Regions from separate parts of the Mus musculus genome. Here region 1 is linked to region 2. A link is a contact called in public Hi-C data. All regions are on one chromosome and are shown on one strand. The core of a region is the stretch at or near the end of the contact, and the rest is flanking DNA. Distances in the headings are between cores, read along the strand shown.

Region 1 (5,122 bases), core at 833-3,332, 390 kb before region 2:
GCAAGCTGGTGTGGTGCACCTGTAATTTAGGGAACTTGCTTTTAAAAGCTACTATTAGTATGAGCTGAAAGGCAGTATTCATCTAGTACAGCTTTGGAGAAGTGGCAATAAAGACTCAGTTTCATAAAACATAAAACACCTAGAGACTACGACATAATTAAGTCATACAAAAGGCTCACCAGTATCTACTATGAACCCAAAGTAGGAAATCCAACTCATTAAAAAACAATAATTCTACCTCTCAAAAATATGAGAAATCCAGACATTTCATAGCAGCTATTAACAAGGAACAACAGATTTTCTTTCCAAACCTTATCAGTTCTTGGACCAATCCTGTTAAGCCTTAAAATGTAAACCATGCTTTCCTGCATGTATTTAATCAACATGAACTATATTCAAGGCTGTGTAAAATAAGAGCTGTTCAGGGCATTTTCCAGCCCTTAAGGAGTTTACCATCTGATTTATTTGCCAAGATACAGATTTACAGTTTGAGATTTTTACCACTGATCAGCAAATGTCCACCAGTGCACAGGAGAGGGAGTGAAGGCCATGACAGAGTGCCCAGCCTTTTTAAACATCTTCATGTATTTCCTCTCAAACCTGATAATATCCGCCAGAGTTGACAGGTTAGTACGAAACCAGCTTATTCCTTACAAAATTTGCTCTTTTACTGATAAAGGTATTTAGATTATCTTTGGTCTCTATTTTGGTAAAATCTCTCTTAAAATCTCCATGTTTCAAGAAAAAAAAAAATTTAAAGGCAAGAGCCACCACAGTGAACTCAAAAATGTCCCAGTCTTAATAGATGCATATTCACTATACCTGTATAGACTTAAGGAAGTGTAAAACTGTAGAACTTTTCTTTTTTCTTTTTTTTTCCAGGATGAAAAAAAAAAAAAAGGCAATTTATACCTCACCTTTCTTCACCCCTGACAGTTGCCTGGAAACCAGTCCTGCCCTACCTGTGCTACAGGTGTACCTCCCGTCACATCTCTTTTAAAGCTACAGTCTCTATTCTTACTACACTTAAGTTTATGACTAACAATCTATTCACATTTTTATCAGGTAGGAGACTGGTTTCTTTCAAGCAATGATGAAATCCTAATAAAGACTGAGGAAGCACCCATCCAGCACCACCAATCACGATTAATTTGAACAAAGATAGGATATACGTATAAAAACAGGATACTGCCAAGGAGCCTTGGCGTTTGAACAGTTCTGTCTGCATTTTCACTCCTTTAATATATAAGTCATTTAAGGCAAAGAATCATGTTTCTGGAGAGGAAAAGGCCACGGAACAACTCGGATGAATTAAAACAAATATTTTTTTTTAAAGGGGAATGACCTTCGTCGCCGAGTCTCACCGAGACTCAAGACTGGTACCAACCAGGGACTAGCAATCTCCGAGCCCACCCGCGACAGCTTCTCGCAGAAGCTTTCCGGGCCGGACCGACGGGTGCGCGGGGTGAGAGGGAAGATGGAGGGGGCCGCAGCAGTTCCACCGCATCCCTGGGCCGCAGCTGCACCGGGAAGACCGTGGAGCCGCCGCTCCGGAGCCCCAGGCTGTGGAGACGTGTCGTGTGCGCGCCGGTGCATGGCCCCGGCGAGAAGCCGAGGGCGCCCGCGGCCCGCCGCTCCTCACGCACCCCGGCCCATCCCGGGAAGCGGAGTGCCGGAGGCTCCGGCTCCAGCCCACCGCCCGTCCGCCCGCCCTCCGCGCCCCGGCCCCACGTCTCCCGACGCCCGCCAGGCCCCTTACCCCAAGGGAGCGGGACCCCGCGGCGCCCTCCCGCGCATGTCCGTCCCGGCTGGCTCAGCGCCGCGGGCTTAGGGGCCCGAGCATCGCGCAGGCGCCTCGCCGCTCTCTTGCCCTCGCTCTTTCTCTCTGCTCGCTCGCAGGCTATGCTCGCGCTCGCTCGCTCGCACAGCTCACGCTCCGCGCCTCGCACTCGGCCGCCGACGCCGGCGCAGCCGACGCCCGTATTTATACGGTGAGCGACAACGTGACGTCAACGCCCGCAGCCCCGCCTCCTTCACGCAGCCAATCCGGGCGGGCGGACGCTTAAAGGGGCGATGCCGCTACCGAAGAGTTTGCGTGGGGCCCGCCGGGCGGCGCTAGCAGCCTCGTCTCCTGAGGGGACGTTTCTATTTGGGCCGCCTCTGTGCGAGCTGCCTAGCCTAAGGACACCGAGTTTTCCTTAGAAGGTTGTGAGCGGCCCTGTTTCCATCCCCGGGGAGGGAAGTGACGCTGAGATGCACTTGGATCCAAGAAACTCAGGGAGCGGGAGAAAATGGGGATTGGAGAGGAGAGGGGCACCCCGAGGTGTATATATGTGTGTGTGTGTGTATGTATGTATGTATGTATGTATGTATGTATGTATGTATGTATGTATGTATGTATATCGAGGGATGGTCGAGGGATGGCGAGGAGAGTGATGAAGAACGGAGGGGGACGGTGAGGAACAACGAGGGACTGCTGTGATGATGCGAGAGAGATGAAGGGCGCTACAACCAGGGATGGATGACCATGAAGAAAGTGGTCTCTGGGAAAGAGGGCAGCGGACTGAGGGGCAGTAAGGGACAAAATGCGTCTGAAGACAGGAAGGGGCAGGGAGTGTCTGGCTAAGGACAATAAGGGATGGAGGGGCAGTGAGGAGCAGTGTGAGGCACTGCGGGACTTATAGAGAACCTCACTAATTGATCTAGGTAGTTAAGGGACGGTGTGGGAAAGGAAGGGACAGAATGGAAAGGTGAGGGGCAGCGCAGAAAGGTGAAGGACAAAGGGGACTGGGCAGTGGGCCATGCTGTGTGGGCAGGATCAGGGAGGCCTCACTCCAGGCTCCTCTGTACTTGGCTTGGCCTCCAGCAAGGCTAGGCTGATCCCGGGCACCTCCCCCAAACCTGCCCCCAGCCCTCTTGGCTTACCTGTCAAAGTGCTGTTCTCCATGTCTTTTGGCCCCAGGGTGGCCGCTGATGCCCAAGGACAAAACGCCATCAAGTCTACAGGGAGGAGGGTTCGTGGGGCAGAAATCCGGTGATGCAACTTAGGTTTATAGTTTAACCGTAAAATAAATAATACAATGATAAACCAGAGTAGTTCAAGAAAAAAGGCAAACAGACAGAAGCCCTCCAGTTTGGACTAGTACAAATTCCTCTTAATGGCACTCCACAGAGTAGAGAGCGCAGACCTATGGCTGACCTCTGTGGTCCGCACACAGAGCCCTTCCTGCACTGCAGCAAGAATGCCTGATAGTTATAGGCTTAGCACCACCTAATTGAGCCAGTTTAACATATGGAATGAGGTGCTGGCCTCATTATCTGGTTAACTATTAACTTTGTGCCCCACGAACCAAGTTGCTTCTTCCAGTATTGACTTGATTTTTTTTTTTAATTGAACTCAAAGGCCTTAACTTTAAACTCAAGGCCTGATGCACTGGATTTTTAAAAAGAAAAGAAAACTCTAAAGTCTTGCTTTGCCCACTCTCAGCGGCAGGCTACCAGGATGTTAGAAGGTTCCTCCCCTCTTTCTGATGGTCCCTACTGGCCTGTAGGGGCTGCTGGGTTGCTTCCACACCCACGCTCCTAGCAATTCAATTCTCCCATCTTTTCTTATGGCCATTCTCTTAGTAGTATTTTAATCTTATGGAAATTGGTCATTGCCACATTGTCTATTTATTATTTACTATTTATTAACATTTATTATTTACTTGTTTAAGTTTTGGTGGGTTTTAAGACAGTTTTACTCTGTAGCCCAAGCGGGCCTACAACTCACTCTACACAGCTCAGGTTAACCTCAAGCTTGGTCATCCTTTGGGCTCCAGTGTATTGAGATTTACAGGCATGAAGTCAACACGGCCAGCTTGACTCGGTTTTGTTGAAAGTCACAGAAAATCCTCTTGCCCCCCACCTTTGCTATTCCTGTTTTATCTGTATGCTATGTAAATAGCCTCCCTGTCCCTCCTTGTGTGTGTGTGTGTGTCCTCCCCTCCGTGTGTGTGTCTATGTGTCCTCCCTCCGTGTGTGTGTGTGTGTGCATGTATGTATGTGCATGTGTGTCCTTCCCTCCATGTATGTAATGTGTATGTGCCTATTTGTATGTGCATATATGTGTGTGTATGTGCATGTATGTATATGTGTATATGCTTGTTTGTATGTGTGTGTGTGTGTGTGTGTGTGTGTAAGATCTCCCTCAGAACAAGCCCTCACAGTAGAGCATTTACTATATGGGAATTCAGTGAGGTCCAGTTTCATCGGAGAAGAGCCCTAGTTACTCTGATTTCCAGTTGCCACAATGCAGTTGTAATGTGTGCTCTAGCCTTATTAGCATGCTTTTATATTCCCCTATTCACAAAACAGTGATAATCTCCACAGCAACCGCGGGATACACCCCTCTGTAGAGAAAGAAGACCAACAAGATCCTCCTTCTGCACTTGGGAGCTGGAGGATGTGCTCATGTTTTGGTAAATCATCATCAAAACAAAACAAAAAAAAAAAAGTCAGAGAATCACTTGAGTAATTCACGATTAATCTGGGTTTTTCCTTGGACCAACTTTAAACTTACAACAGAAAACATTTAGTTTCCTAGTTTTTCTGAGGGGAGGCAATTAGAGCTTCTACCTCACTGACTTTAGCTCATAATTATTCATACACTGAAGCTTTCTCAGCTGTGGAGGAAAATGTATACTCTACAGGCTACTTAGCGGTGTTGTATAATGACGCTGTTATACCAGAAACGCTGTGGAAGAGTTTGAGAAGAGTTCAAAGTGAAAATGCTCAGCCAGTCATGTGACAGGGTCCTGGAGGATTGATCGCGTACTGTTCATTGACCTTTAATAGTTCAAACGCCAGGACGGAGAGTTAGAGAAACGCTCTCCTTGCCTCCAGCCTATCTTGTTCTAAATTGTCTCTGTCTAGAAATTGAAAGCTTTTCCCCTTTCCTTTCCTTTCCTTTTCTTTTCTTTTCTTTTCTTTTCTTTTCTTTTCTTTTCTTTTCTTTTCTTCTCTTTTCTTTTCTTTTCTTTTCTTTTTGTTCATTTCCTCTTTCTTTCTTTCTGTCTGTCTGTCTTTCTTTCTTCCCCTTTTTTCAAGACAGGGTCCCTCTTTGTAGCCCTGGCTGTCCTGG
Region 2 (4,629 bases), core at 918-3,417:
AGGGTTAGTAGGTGTGGCCTTCTTGGAGGTGTGTCACTGGGGTTGGGTCTAGCCTCTGCCCCCCTCTGATACAGTACACAGCACCCCCTCAGCTACTGTCCAGTGCCGTGCCTGCTATCGCCGTGGACAACCCTCTGAAACTGTGAGTAAATGTTCTCTTACATAAAGTAGTCATGGTGTCTCTTTACAACAATAGAACAGTGAAGACACCTTGACCGCAGGGCATGGAAACACTAGAAGGTATACAAGCTGAGTCTGACATCTCATGATCACAGGGTCACATGATTTTAAAAACTAAAATGACCAACTCACGGCTAAAGATGTATCTCAGAGACTACTCTTAAGTTTGATGGCAAAATATTCTGAAGATTTGTATTGGTCAACACTGTTTTATGTCCTCAAGTTTCTTAATCCCAGGGAATCAGTCTTTCTGATACAGGTTCTCTGGCTGGCCTGGAGCTCACTATGTAGACCAGGCATGCTGGCCTCAAAATCACAGAGATCCACCTCCCTCTGCCTCCTGAATGCTGAAATTAAAAGTGCCACCATACCCAGGCATTGAGTAAAATCTTAAAAATTACTGAGGCCCTCCCCCCAATTTCTTCCTCTCTTCTCCCTCTCTTTCCTCTCCTCCCTCTCCTCTTTTCTTTACTTTCTTCCTTCCTTCTCTCTTTCAATGTGTGTTGGTGTTTTGCCTGCATGTATGTCTGTGTGGGACTATCATATTCTGGAGTTACAGACAGTTCTGAGCTGCCATGTGGGTGCTGGGATTTGAACCCAGGTACTCTGGAAGCCATTGAGTCATCTCTCCGGTCCCCAGGGTTAATTTTTAAATTAACAGAGGCCAAGGGAATCAGATGCCTTTGTAACTGGAATGACAGATAAGTGGGAGCCACCTGCTATGGTGCTGGGAACTGAATTTAGGTCTGGGAGAGCAAGGTGTGCTTAACTACTGAGCAATCTTCCCAGCCCTGGTTTTGTTTAGAGACAGGTTCTCACTATATAACTAACTTTGGCTGTCCTGAAACTCCCTGGCCTCAAACTCACAGGGATCCACTTGGCTCTACCTCCTGATCCTTGAGATTAAAGGTGTGTGCCACCGCGGTCAGCAAGACTATACTTTCAACAAACCAAATTCAGAAAATGAACAGTACTTTTAATTTCACTTTCTTCTGGAGCTGGAACATTTGGCCCCCTGCCACCAGTCACATCGACTTTAAAGGAGCCTGGCAACATTGCCCGGTTCCAAGAGCTGAGCCTCCTGTTCTGCTGCTTTCTGAATTGTGCTTCAGGATAGTAGGCCTGGTTAACATGGGAAAATAACTTTCAGAGCAAACATTTGCATTTAAGACTTGCAGGGTTAGAAGCCACTGCTTTAAGTTAAAGTTTGCCCACATAATAACAGAAATCTAATTACAGCTAACACTCCTAACTGGTCATAAATAATTCAAATAGCTGGTTAAGAAATGAGAAAATCAGTAGAAACACTGAAACATTACATTTCCCATTTTATGTAAATTAGTTTTTCTTGTTTTAGATGTCTTAATTATATTTCTTTTTCCTACTTACTCAAATGAAAACAAAGACTGTAACCTCTAATACCTGTTGGTCTATTTATATAACTTTTCCATCTACACCATTTTTCTAATACAAACATGCCCTGGAAGCTTATCTCACTCCACATGTAGGACAACAAAGGGCCACTGGCTGCTGCAGAGGAGAAATGGAAGCAGGAAATGAGAAGGCTTTGTTAATCCCTGGGTAATCGATTAGTGTATTCACTCAAGTGTAAGCAGAGCTGGGAAAACGTTCAGTTCTTTTCTTTTCTTTTTTTTAAGTGTGGGGGTGGGGATGGCAATGGAGAAATCGAAGTGTCACAAACATTTTAAAATAGGGATTTTTGTCAAAAAACTTCATCATGTTCCAGCACTAATGTCTTAGAATGATTTTTTTCTTTGAAATCACTGTCCTCATTTTTGAAAAACCAGTTTTAATTTTAGGCTATTCTTTAATTATTGAGATATAATTTACATAAACTAAAATTACTTGTAATGCTGAATAAGTTTGAGTCATGCACCGAATTTGTGTTATCAGCCCAGACATAAGATGGGGGCCACTTCCATTACCACAAAGCCACAACTCAGAGCCACCACGGCCATGCTGAGACAGCTGGCCTTCAAGATTACTAGAAAGTGATGCCCTGATCCTCCGCTCTCCCACACACTTCCCATTTATAGGACACACCATTCTATGGAGCTGCTGTGCAGCCATCTCCACCAGGAACAACTTCAGACAAACCAAATTCCAGGTGAAGGTCAAACCAACTGTCAGGTAAAGATGTCTCTAGAAACTTCCAGAGAAGATTACTTACAGAAATAAGTGAAAACAACTGGCAAAAATAAGTGCTAATTCATTTTAAGGCATTCTTTCATCAAACCATACAATCAGTATTTAACGAGCGCCTGCTAGGGACTGAGTGTTCTAGAAAAGGTCAGTGACAGCAGCCGGGGATGGGGACGTCCAGAGAGCCTGTAAAGCTTGCTTTCCACAGGAGCAGCAGGCCCACTCCTGGGCCCTAAGTCAGATAGATAATCACTAAGTGCAGGGGGACCAAAGAAAAAAGTCAGGAGCAATGAAACCTGCCATTTAGTAAGCACAGGACGCCAGGCAAACAACACTTATTTACATTGCTGTTTAATTTCTTTGGCTATTATATTCCTTAAAATTAGTAGTCTTCTCAAAAGTTTCTGAGGCTGGAAGAAAAAGCTAGAAAGACAGCTTTGGCTGCTTCATAGGTGGGGGGGGGAGGGGGATGGAAGTAACCATAACGACCAAGCATTTAAACTGATGCCTCGGCCCTGCAGCCAAGAACGAGATCATAAATGATTTAAATATGAGATTGTTTCCTCTTCATTTCTTTTTTGTAACTCAATTGCATAGGTTTCAAGCAAGAACTCTGTAGATGGCAATATCATAGCCAAATGCCAAGGGCTGGATATACCTGTCACACAAAACTCTCTACCTATAAGAAGACTGAATCAGAACCCCAAATACAGCTGTCTCGCCTTGTTTGCTCAGCTGAGGCTCAGCTTGTTCAAGAAACCTCTCAAAGATTCCATTCATCCTGGAAACTATGACCTAACACAGTCATTGTGGTAAGTATCCCATATGAACATGAAAAGAACGTGCATTTGAGCAGCTGTTAGAAAGAAATATGACACTTGGCTGCACACACCTTTAATCAAAGCACACGGGAGGCAGAAGCAGGGTGATCTCGTGAGTTCGAGGCCAGCCTGGTCTACAAAGGGAGTTCCAGGACAGCCAGGGTCTGTTACACAGAGAAAGCCTGTCTTGAAAAACAAAACAAAACAGAAAGGAAGAAAGAAAAAAAATATGACACTTTGCAAATGACAAGTAGTCAAATGAAGCTACTATTCAATACTCCGCGACTACTCTCCAACAGCCTGTATTGTCACTGATCTGAACGCCCACTGCAGAAGATATGCTGGAATCTTTGCAATTGTCTAAATACCCATCATCAGTAGAATTAGGACAAATTGTATCGTATCCTTATGATACAACAAGGAAAGAAAATCAACATACAACATGGATGAACTTCACAAAGATACACAAGCAAGCACGCAATTCTCCTAGCAGATGCTGTTCCAAGTGAGCAGTGCCAGTCTGCAAAGAACGAAGAGAGACAGGCCCAGGGGACGCAGTGAGTGGTCAAAGGAAAGACAAGACCACACTGGAAAGACAAAGTGAGACGGAGGAGGAGGAGGAGGAGGAGGAGGAGGAGGAAGAGGAGGAAGAGGAGGAAGAGGAGGAGGAGGAGGCAGCAACATGCACAGAAAACTGAGAAAAAAGAGTAGCCTTCAAAAGCCCCAGAGTCATGACAATTGGAAAAAGAATGTTCAAGGAAGAGGAAGAAAACCGTTTCTCTACAAAGATACAGAACTGAGGGGACGTGTATGAACACCAAAGATTACCCAGCAATGATGCATCAGTGATGACTGGGAAAACTCCTGATTTGCACATTCTGTAACAAGGTATTTTTATTTGTGCATGTGGGGAAAACCCCTTGTAACTTGAGAATCATAAGGCATCATGTGGCAACTTTTCCTCAAATAATTAAGAAGGTAAGTGGTCTTTGTATTGGACTTGCAACCTTTGTGTAAATTGGTGTTAGTCAGATAAAGGACTGGGGAAATGAATTCTAATGATAAACGCATGCATGATAAAGATAGCTCAACTACTTAGTACATGCTGTCAAGATTATCAGGAAGTCCTGAGAAAAAGTAAAGCTCTATTTATAATTCACACTCAATTCCAAAGTTATTCTGACGCCCTCTTCTGACATCCACAGGAAGCTACATAGCCTTGATATCAACCCCACCCCACCCCCACCCCACCCCCACCTCAGTAAAATAAAGCCTTTTAAAAGTGAAACCCTGAGAAAACATAAATAAAACATAAGCCAACAGAGACGGTGCTGTTCAGGTTGGCAAAGTTGCCAGATGAGATCATGTTAGAAAAGCAGACTTCCACAGAGGCACACACCGTGCCCAAAGGCACACACCATGCACAGAGCCTTGTGGAGGAAACCTGGGTAACAATGATCAAAAT

The links. A called contact is a pair of places that touch in the nucleus more often than the background predicts.
Region 1: a contact with region 2 is called in a Hi-C map of the HPC-7 cell line, with 1.9 times the contacts expected there. The contact joins the promoter of 1700045H11Rik here to the enhancer-like site in region 2. A contact is called at or near these places in 1 of 484 Hi-C or Micro-C datasets (the HPC-7 cell line) and 1 of 115 datasets of contacts at active chromatin or transcription factors (astrocytes).

The regions. Positions count from the first base shown.
Region 1 is chr4:150,851,909-150,857,030 of GRCm38.p6, reverse strand. 1700045H11Rik (RIKEN cDNA 1700045H11 gene) reads left to right here and starts at 2,082. Exons shown (of 4, transcript NR_040649.1): 1 at 2,082-2,205; 2 at 4,372-4,460. Errfi1 (ERBB receptor feedback inhibitor 1) reads right to left here and starts at 1,961. Exons shown (of 4, transcript NM_133753.2): 1 at 1,760-1,961.
Region 2 is chr4:150,459,134-150,463,762 of GRCm38.p6, reverse strand. The region is part of intron 4 of Rere (arginine glutamic acid dipeptide (RE) repeats); the gene reads right to left. It overlaps Gm52709 (a long non-coding RNA gene), which reads left to right. Exons shown (of 2, transcript XR_003955312.1): 1 at 1-142; 2 at 2,941-4,629. Among named protein-coding and RNA genes, the nearest start is that of Gm52709, 6.0 kb to the left of the region's middle. Within about 2 kb of position 2,167, at least 56 of the 459 cell types and tissues checked have an H3K27ac peak or open chromatin away from gene starts, as enhancers often do. A contact at or near this core is called in the HPC-7 cell line and astrocytes, where this site is marked.